Linked DNA regions of Gasterosteus aculeatus: region 1 is linked to region 2. Evidence: chromatin contacts called from public Hi-C data. All regions are on one chromosome and are shown on one strand. Each heading gives the region's core, a stretch centred on a gene start, on an enhancer-like site or on the middle of the called end of the contact. The rest is flanking DNA. Distances are from core to core; before and after follow the strand shown. Region 1 overlaps patj (PATJ crumbs cell polarity complex component). Region 2 overlaps nfia (nuclear factor I/A).

Evidence for each region. A called contact is a pair of places that touch in the nucleus more often than the background predicts.
Region 1: a Hi-C map of skeletal muscle shows a contact between it and region 2, with 9 times the contacts expected there. The contact joins two enhancer-like sites. A contact is called at or near these places in 4 of 6 Hi-C or Micro-C datasets (skeletal muscle, tail fin and whole body).

What each region holds. Positions count from the first base shown.
Region 1 is chr8:3,018,712-3,023,086 of fGasAcu3.hap1.1, reverse strand. patj (PATJ crumbs cell polarity complex component) reads right to left here. Exons shown (of 44, transcript XM_078108008.1): 16 at 4,276-4,338; 17 at 3,623-3,814. Among protein-coding and RNA genes, the nearest start is that of patj, 20 kb to the right of the region's middle. Within about 2 kb of position 1,871, at least 1 of the 9 cell types and tissues checked has open chromatin away from gene starts, as enhancers often do.
Region 2 is chr8:2,875,924-2,880,593 of fGasAcu3.hap1.1, reverse strand. All of the region lies in intron 1 of nfia (nuclear factor I/A), which reads right to left. Among protein-coding and RNA genes, the nearest start is that of nfia, 27 kb to the right of the region's middle. Within about 2 kb of position 2,768, at least 2 of the 9 cell types and tissues checked have open chromatin away from gene starts, as enhancers often do.

The DNA.
Region 1 (4,375 bases), core at 622-3,121, 140 kb before region 2:
TTTGTGTGGTGAGAGCGGACGTACGTCTTGTGAATTCTCCTGCACTGATCCCTGGGCATCTCGCTCTGCTGCACGAGCTGCCGTGCCAAGTTTGAGGCTGCCAGAACAAAGCCCAGCCGTATTTTTAGACCGAACAACATGGCTACAGGTGGCGAGGAGTCAGAACCCAAGTCCTCCACTCCCACAAGATCCTCCGGAAAAAGAAAAGGCCTCTGCTGTCAAAAGAAAGTGGAGTTATCAGGAATGAAGGAGAAAGCGAGAAAGGGAAAAAGAAATTAAAAATGTACTTTTACCACGTAAAAGTTTTACCATGCACTACTCGCATACAAAAAAAAATAAACTCCTCATTGTTGTAGAAGTTTTAAGACCTTTATGATGCAAGCGAGAATAAAACAGGAACCGTTGAGACTTAACTTTAGACTTTACATTTCTATACGAAACATACTGTAGACCTTTGGGGAACGCAGAGGTTTTCCTAATATGAACCACGAACTTACAATACTTTTTCCCGTCTTCTCACTTTCAATGTAAACTTTAAGGCTAAAGGTTGACGAACACTAATGTCTAAATACTCTGGCTTGGTTTTTCATTTAAGTCAGTTCCAAATCTCAATACTCCAGCATGCAATGAGCCAAGTTTCATGATTTGAAAATGGGGCGTCTTCTATGAAGAAAAATCCAGGCCGCAATCATCGATCATTTGAAATAGAACCGTTATTACAAATAGAAATGTTATAATTATGATTAAGTTCAATTGTTTTGAAAAAATATTTCTTAGTTTTTCCCATATATATATTTTGATACTTTGAAGTTCTTATATTTTTTCAGTTATTTTATAATTTCATATTTTCAAATTCAAATCGCCGTTTGTGTTTCTGGGAGTTGTCTGCATCTGTAACATTTTGGGCTCCTAAAAAGGATCCTAATGGTTGTAATCGGCGCCACTCAGTCGCCTCTGGTCGAAGAAAGCCAAAAGGATCAAAACAAGGCTGCAAACTGGCATTCCACACAGCGATGGGCGACAGTTAGCTGATCTCAAACTCTGCAAATCTATGAACTGCACATTTGTAAAACTCAAAAGTCTCTTTTTTCAGTGCGTCTGTGCTCCTGTGGACCTGCACGTGTTGCGTGGGAGAAAACGCAGTTTTAAGGTATGAAATGGTCTTGTTTAAAGGTGTTGGGCTGTAGTGCAAAACTACCCGCCCGAGTCCAGAGAAAGACAGACAGACGGACCAGCTCTTCTCTTATTGCCTGCAACCATCTTTCACTCGACTCTGACAGCCGCAGAGTCAGTAACAGGAAACACTTTGGCAGGAACACCGGCCCCGACGTGCCCTTGGGCGAGAGATATAGTGGAAAGAGAGGGAGAGAAGTTGCTTCTTTTTATTTTGAGAAAAGTGTTGCGTCGGGTTTCAATCTGAGGTGAAATGCCGGAGTCGGAAACTCAACTGTGTATAGAATTTATATTTTATTGTTCTCACCTCACCAACACACTCGGGGGGGGGAGAAAAAGTGAAGATTGGATTAAAAGAAAATTGTGAATGGAAAATGTTTATCTTATTAGTTATTTTTCTTTAGCTAGTGTTTAAATCAAAGGAATACGCATAGTATTACATATGTAAGATATTATATAACATGTGGCAGGGAATTTTCCCATTAATGCGAGGATTAGCAAAAATTGCAGAAAACAGAAGCTTGAGATGAGAAAAGTGAGTTTTAGGCCTTTTTTTGGTCAAGATTAACATTACATTACAATAACATTCCAGATAGCAAATAGAAAATGCAAAATGCCAAAGTAGGGGCTCATAAGTGTAACAGGCAAACATGTGTGCGTCTGTGTTGGTTGCAGCTGGTCTCTGAACACAGGCTGCTTTGTCCAGAACTCAAGCTGAGGCCAAGACCAGCCGGCCATGAAGCCCACACACCCACAATGACATCATTTATGAGGTGGAGAAATCTGTACGTGGTTTTTGATTGGTAGTTTAGTGCGAGGCTGCTGACCTATTGAGACTGAATGAACCGTGCTTCATGAGATTGCATACAGGATACGTACAGAATCCCACTCTACACTCAGTCACCTCAGCGTAGTTCGCTGCAGGGTTTCCTTTTAAAAAGTGCCTTTTTTTTAGACCGAATGCTTATCTACTTGTATGTTATATGTTACAAAGGACTATCACTGTCATCATAAATCCAACATTACCCACTTTGTCTTTGTGATGACTGGACCTCTAGTACAAGTACAACCGATCACATCCCTCTGTAAGCCCAGAGGACGGAGAGAGCCTCTGAAGGTTTACAACAGAAGCGAGTTCTCACAACTAAGCCTGCAATACGTTAAAGGGTAAACAGACTTGCACAGCACCTTTCTAGTACTCCGACCACTCTAAACTAATTTGAATCCTTGCCCAATATGGACTGGAAGAGCTGGGGGATCCCAGCAGAGATTTTGGGGTTGAAACTAGAAGCGCTTTTGAGTCACAGCTCCTTTATACGAGAACAAGGCTGCGTCTTTATTTCTGGGTGTTCTACACTGTGGATGCTGATAGTAACATAATCCTGTTATTTTATCCCCGTATTCATACTAGAAATATGACCTGTGTATTTAAGCCATCCTCAGCTTGAGGAGCAGTGGGCTTGACTGACACAACACAGGGAGACTATTCACTAAATCATATAAAACAGATATATATGGAAACATTTAACAAAGAGTCTGCAAATGTCTTATGGATTGTAAGCATACAATACACTAAGGGAATGGACAAATATTCACATATTTTAAATGTAATTATTATCACTGGGTGCTGGGGCATAATTTAATTATCTGATATAACGACGCCTGCCTGCTTTTGTCCAAGGCTGAGGTCAGAGTTCACATTTTAAAAACTGCTAGTTCTGCTTCCACAAGTCCACGGCCGGAACTTACAGGGGACCGTCTCCTCGAGATGAAGCTAAAGGATGTCCTGTTTGTCAAATACATCTCCTCCCCCCAAAGTGCTGCATCAGCTGGGGCCGACTCAGGGGGAGGGGGAGGTCTCGAAGGTGAAGCCGTGCCTAAAGTGCTGAAACGGTGGGGGGGGGCAAACCGACCGGCCTCACAAAGCTGCCCTGCAGACAGAGGCTGTGCTGAACATGATGCCTGTCAGTAAGCATAAAAATCAAAAAGGAACAGAAGTCGATTTAACTTGCTTCAGGTCGATCACCTGGAGGCGACATCACACGTATGTCGGACAAACTGTATCAGTGAGATCCAATACTTTGGTACAGATGGAAAATCTCTACACTACAGGTTGCTAGAGTCTTAAAATGTACCCTGATTTATGGTCTAGTTGCCCTCTGATGGCCATGAAAGAGAATGCTAGGTGAAAGGCACTTTACTTTTCACCGGTTCTCAGAAGTCACCTCCTGAAATAAGCAGACGTCTGGCCCATTTGGGATGAATCCTTGCTGTTTTAGATACATCTTGTTTTCAAATTTAGTAGGAATATAGGACCAAATCGTTAACTGCAATGTGCAGTATATTGTTTGGTTTGACAGGTCAATTCTAAATGTAAAGAAAAGGGAAAAGGAGACGGGCAGAATGAGCGGATGTTGTAGCAGCGGTTGGAGGACAGTTGTGTGCTTACCTGGTAATCAAGGATGCTGAAGCCAAGCCCTTTGTCTCTCTCCTTCTGCAGCTCAAGGATCTGAACGTCTGGAGACCACTGGGTCAGCTCTTCATCATCTTCATCTTCAGCCTGCTCCTCCTTGTTCTCGTCCTCCTCATGGTTGTACTGATCCTTCATCAGCACCATCTCTACAGGGGATGCACGCTCCTCCTGACACACAACAGTGACAACAGACAAGCAAGAATAAAAAAGTTGGTTATCTTAAGACCAAATCATCATCAGTATTATTAGAATAATGATAATATAGAAATTATCCTAGTGGAATGCTCTTCAAGCATGCATGTACGCACGCACACACAATAAGGCTATGTCCCTGTACAACAATGAGATATTGTGCAGCAATATAGCTAAATAAACTTATACTGAATACAAAACATTCCAATACACAAACAATATATTTTGTGAACTATAATTCTAAAGAAGGTCACAAAATCAAATTCTCAAATTAGAGTATTTCTTTCAGCTATGATGCTGTCACGTGCACAACATCGGGCCACAAATCAAACTCTAAATAAAAAACATTGACAAACAAAAAAAAGTTCTGGCATTTTCACTTTCAGGACTTTTCAGTATCTACTTTCAGAATGTGTCTCACGTGTGCGTCTCACTACCTGCTGCGGCTCCATCACGCTCCCTCTCGGTCTGCTGAGCATCGACGACAGCGTCAGCTCCATCTGAACAAACACCACACGCTTTATACTCATCACACCT
Region 2 (4,670 bases), core at 1,519-4,018:
TCCATGAAAGTACCGCGAGATACGATCTGGGGCTAAAAAGCGGAGCTCGTGGCATTAAATTGTTTTCGATATTCGTATTTCCAAAGCACGCGCAGGTGCAGGATGCACTGAGCCGCTGGGGAACAACGGGCCGTCACAGGTGCGCGTGTGTGTCACGTGGTGTACCGCGCAGTGAGGGTCAACACGATAACACACACACACGTACGTAGTGCCAAATGTTGGTTTTTGGAGTTTAAGCCACAGCTCTAGGAACCAAAACGATCAAATATGGACCCCAGACTCCAGGCATCAGAAGTCTAGTAAAAGGGGAGGGGGGCGGGGGGGGGGGGGGGGGGGTCTCACTCTGAATATACATTTCGGTCGGCAAAACTTTCTGCCCTCAGAAGCGTCTCCACATAAAACTCTTTAATTATTCTCCATTTCAAATCCTCATTAAAGTGGATTTACGAGACAGGGGCCCCCGGAGTCCCCGAAGCCGGAGTTTGTCTAGTGAAGCACCTGTTTGTAAGCGGCTCTTTCTAAATAAATCTGCGCCCGACCTCAGCTGATCCCCCCCCCCCCAACACACACATCTCCATGGCGGGGCCCTCAGTCCTCCAGGCGCGGAGCCGCGAGTCGGCCGAGGTTAATGAACAGAAGCTTTTATGTTAATAGAAAGACGGCCGGCGTGATTTAACAAGACAATCCGCACATTTACTTTTTCGCTCAAACGCAGCCGATGCGCGCGATCAGCTGGCGCAACAACGAAGGTCAAAACAAAGAGAAGGAAATTAGATAGAGCAATTAAATCGGCGTCTTCGCTATGATCAATATCTCGATGTGTAATCACGGTGGTCGTGGATACTCAGGGGACCGACTGGCGGAGAAGAATAGCTTCTTTCTGTTTTTGCTTGAATCTTACGTTGGTATTTTGGGGGGTGGACGCGGACACGGATACATGACTCACGTGGCAGAGACACACGCCTGATGGCGGGGTTCTAAAATGTTGCACATTGATGGTGATGTAACATCATTACTTACCTCTTTTTAAAATACTTCCCCCACTTCTTGCGCGTAATGTTGCTGTGTTAAGTGATACAATTATAAAAATAATAATGACAGTGTGTCAGTAAAGAAGCCTGAGGCGCCCTCTAGAGCCAACACACCGACACTGCAGCGCATTGCGTTCAGATTAGAGAGATTTAAGATGAAGACAGATGTGTTTTATCACTTAATATCACAGGGAAACTATTTATGGTAAAACATTAACATTTCTTAAGTCTGAACATTTAAAATATCTGCAGTATTTTTACGAAAATACTAAAAAGCTCTAATTAAAAGAATACAATTTGTTCGATACATGGATGTGGAGATATATTTAGGTGTACTTGCATTTGTCCTATAATACATTAAATGTAATCCAAAATATTTTGATCCCACTTGGAATGGACAAAGATAATATGGATGACAATAAAATATTTAAGAGAAAATGACCCACAGCAGCAAGTCATCAATAAACCCTGCTGTCAACTCATTCATTTATAGCTTCACACGGATTGACTGAGAAGACGTTCTCCCTCGCTGCCAAAAATCTCCCAGCAGGCCACAGGGCGAGACAACAAAGAGCTCCGAGAGTCAGACCGCGTGGCAAAACAGCTTTTTGTCCTTTGCTTCTTCAGCGGCTTTTATGAAGGTTAGGACTTCGGTATCTAGTTAAAGTTATCATTTTGTCTAGAGGCTCACACACACACACACACACACACACACACACACACACCGACCTCTTCCCCCAGGTGCAACCTCTTCACACACACACCTGGTTGCGTTCACACTGCAGCTCTCCTTCATCTACATGCCAGACCCTCACCATCAGCATCACAACGTGGCAGCAGTTGCCATGACAACGCATCATCCCTGAATTCACACAACGTTTTGAGATACGCTGAATGGATTTTCTTCTTTTTCACAAACTCAGTGTTCACCGACCAAACTTTGTTTACACCCCCTCAACTTAATGAAGCTCCAGAGGAAATCACAAAGCTTCTGTAGGTGATGAACCATCAGTTTGTATAAATGTGTCTTAAATGACACAAATGAAAATATTTTAAGATTTAAAAAGATTTAATTTGTATATATGTGGTTCCCTTTAGCGGGAATGAGCCCTGGAGACAGTTAACAAAACATCCTTTGTGGTTATGTAAAACCAAACCGTCAAAATAAAAATGTTTGATTATTATCTCAAACTTTTAAAGCTGCATCTACAAACAGCTTCAGATAATATGTTTAAGGAGGGAGAGTGCATGAGAGAAAAGGGAGCACAGGGAGGAGGAATGGATGGGAGAGGACTACAAAGCAGAAGCACAAGAAGAAACTGAAGAAAAGTGGAAGGAGAAAAGGAGGGAAGAAGAAACAATGGACAGAAAGATAAAGAATTTGGGAGGAAAGAGACGAGGGAAAGGAGGAACAAAAGGAGAGAAAAAAAGGAGGAAGGCTGAAAGTGAAGAAGCAAGAAGAAATAGAAGATCTGAGAACATGAAGTCGGAGCAACATCAGAGTGAGTTCAGGTTATTATGAGAGATTCGAGTTACATCCCACAACACTTACAAACAGTCGACCAATCAGACGTGAGGAAAAACTCAAAATCTCGACATGGACATCACCATGGAGACGGGCTGATGTCGGCGGCGGTTTGGGCTAAAAAATACTGCAGGACCACAACGTGCGTGTGTGTGCGTGTGTGTGAGAGAGATGGGGGATGGAGGCTCCACCTGCTCCCACTGAGCTGCTGCCAGGCTGGAGATCAGCCAACAGCAGCAGGCCTGAAACCAAGCCTCGCCAAGCTCGCACAACCAGAGAGAGAGAGGAGGAGACGGGAAAACGGAGTGATGAAAAGGTAAAAGACTGGTCTGAGCCGGAGCTTTGTGGCTTCTTTTAGATGGTTTTGTGTCCGGAGCACAAAGGGGAATCGCTAGCAGCCTGAGTCCCAAATGTTCTTTTTAAAATACTCATTTTGGTATCCGAACAGAAACTCCTTCTTGTCAACACCCGATTAAAACTTTACTTAAGACTTAAAAACTGCACCGTAGTAATACACATTAGCACTACATGCTATCCTCTTAACTAATTGGCTTTGAGCACAGTGCTTCATGAAGAAACATCTACTTTGACAACTCATAGTCGGTAATACAGCAGAAGTAGAGCTTTTTATGGACGGGGATCACAGATTTGACATCAGCGATCATGTGGGTGGGTTTTAAAGACTTCAGTGCATGACATGATTTCCTGCCTCTCCCGCTTTATTGTAGCGCTTTTTGAGTTTCTGCTCCAAGACAATCAATCAATCAATCAATCGCACGATGAACTTGTCTCGCTCGGAGGACACAAGACTCGTCCAGCACCTTTAACCAAGCTTGTGTGTGTGTGGCATTGTGTGTGTGTTTGTGCGCGTGTGATGGGTTTGTGTGGCTCCAACAGAAGAAGAGGATGAAACAGGAAGGCAGTTGTGTGATGAGAGGGAGGCAGGATGAACAGATGGCCTGGCAGAGTAATGGGGAGAGGCCGGAACCCCCCCCCCCCCTCCCCGAACGCCCCCCTCTGACCGACTTTCATTGATGAGCAAGTGAGCGTGTATGTGCTCGCAGCACGTGTGAGACACATATGCCGTTGCACGAGAGTGATACCACCGCAAATATCTCCAGGATTCGGAGGGAAAGCGAACCCCGACCAGCATCAGAAACACACGCTCCTGCTCCCAAACCAGAGCTGCAAGGCTCCAGGTCTGCTTTGATACAGCATGATTCCGTTTGGGGTCAAATAGAGCAGGGTATGCGTTAGGGTGGGCAGGTGGGACAGGTCACTGCTGCTACCAGAGCCATGCATGCAGCGGCGTTACGTCACTCCTTTACAAATGTGGTAACCTCCATTTGTTGATTTGAACGGACGTATTCCAAGACGGCGTCAGCAAAATCAGCAAACCCGAGGTTCCAAAACGGCATTCCACAAACCAACGTGCGCCGATGACTCCGTCCACCATACATATGGTTTATGGTTGGACTCCTCTATTTACCCTCTGATTTAGTCGCCGTGCTAAGCTAGGCTACCCTAACCAACCCTGTAGCAGATGGCAGTGTTTTGGGGGGTTGGAGGAAGGACAAGCGAGGTGTCCATGGTATTTGCACATAAATGAATAGTAGTACTGTAGGTTTTTTAAAGGATGCGAGCCGTGAACGCAGCGTGGTCTTGATCCTGACCAAAGGGAGGGTGAAGGTAAGAGAGAACCAGCGGAGTCAGCGGTTCATCGGTGAGAGGATGGCACATCTCCTCCTCTCACCTCCGGCCTCCCTCAGAGAGACACTGCTATGTGTGTGTGTGTGTGTGTGTGTGTGTGTGTGGTATCAAAACTCTGTGTGTGTTCAGTTTATGGATCCGGCCGAGGAAGAAAGTTTCACATCATACAAGCTAACCAAAATATCTGTTAAGCGCTGAAGGGAAAGCAGCGAGGGGTCGGAGGTCGACCCTGACGAGAGACTAGCTCCTCACATTTTCTTTCTTATTCTTCTTCTTCGTCCTCTTCTTTTTTTTGTCTCACATTTCTAAACCTGGCTTTCTCTTACACACACACACGTTTATATTAATGCCTTCGCTCTTCCCTCGGCGGCAGATTGCCCACGCACTCCAGGTTTCACCAGGAC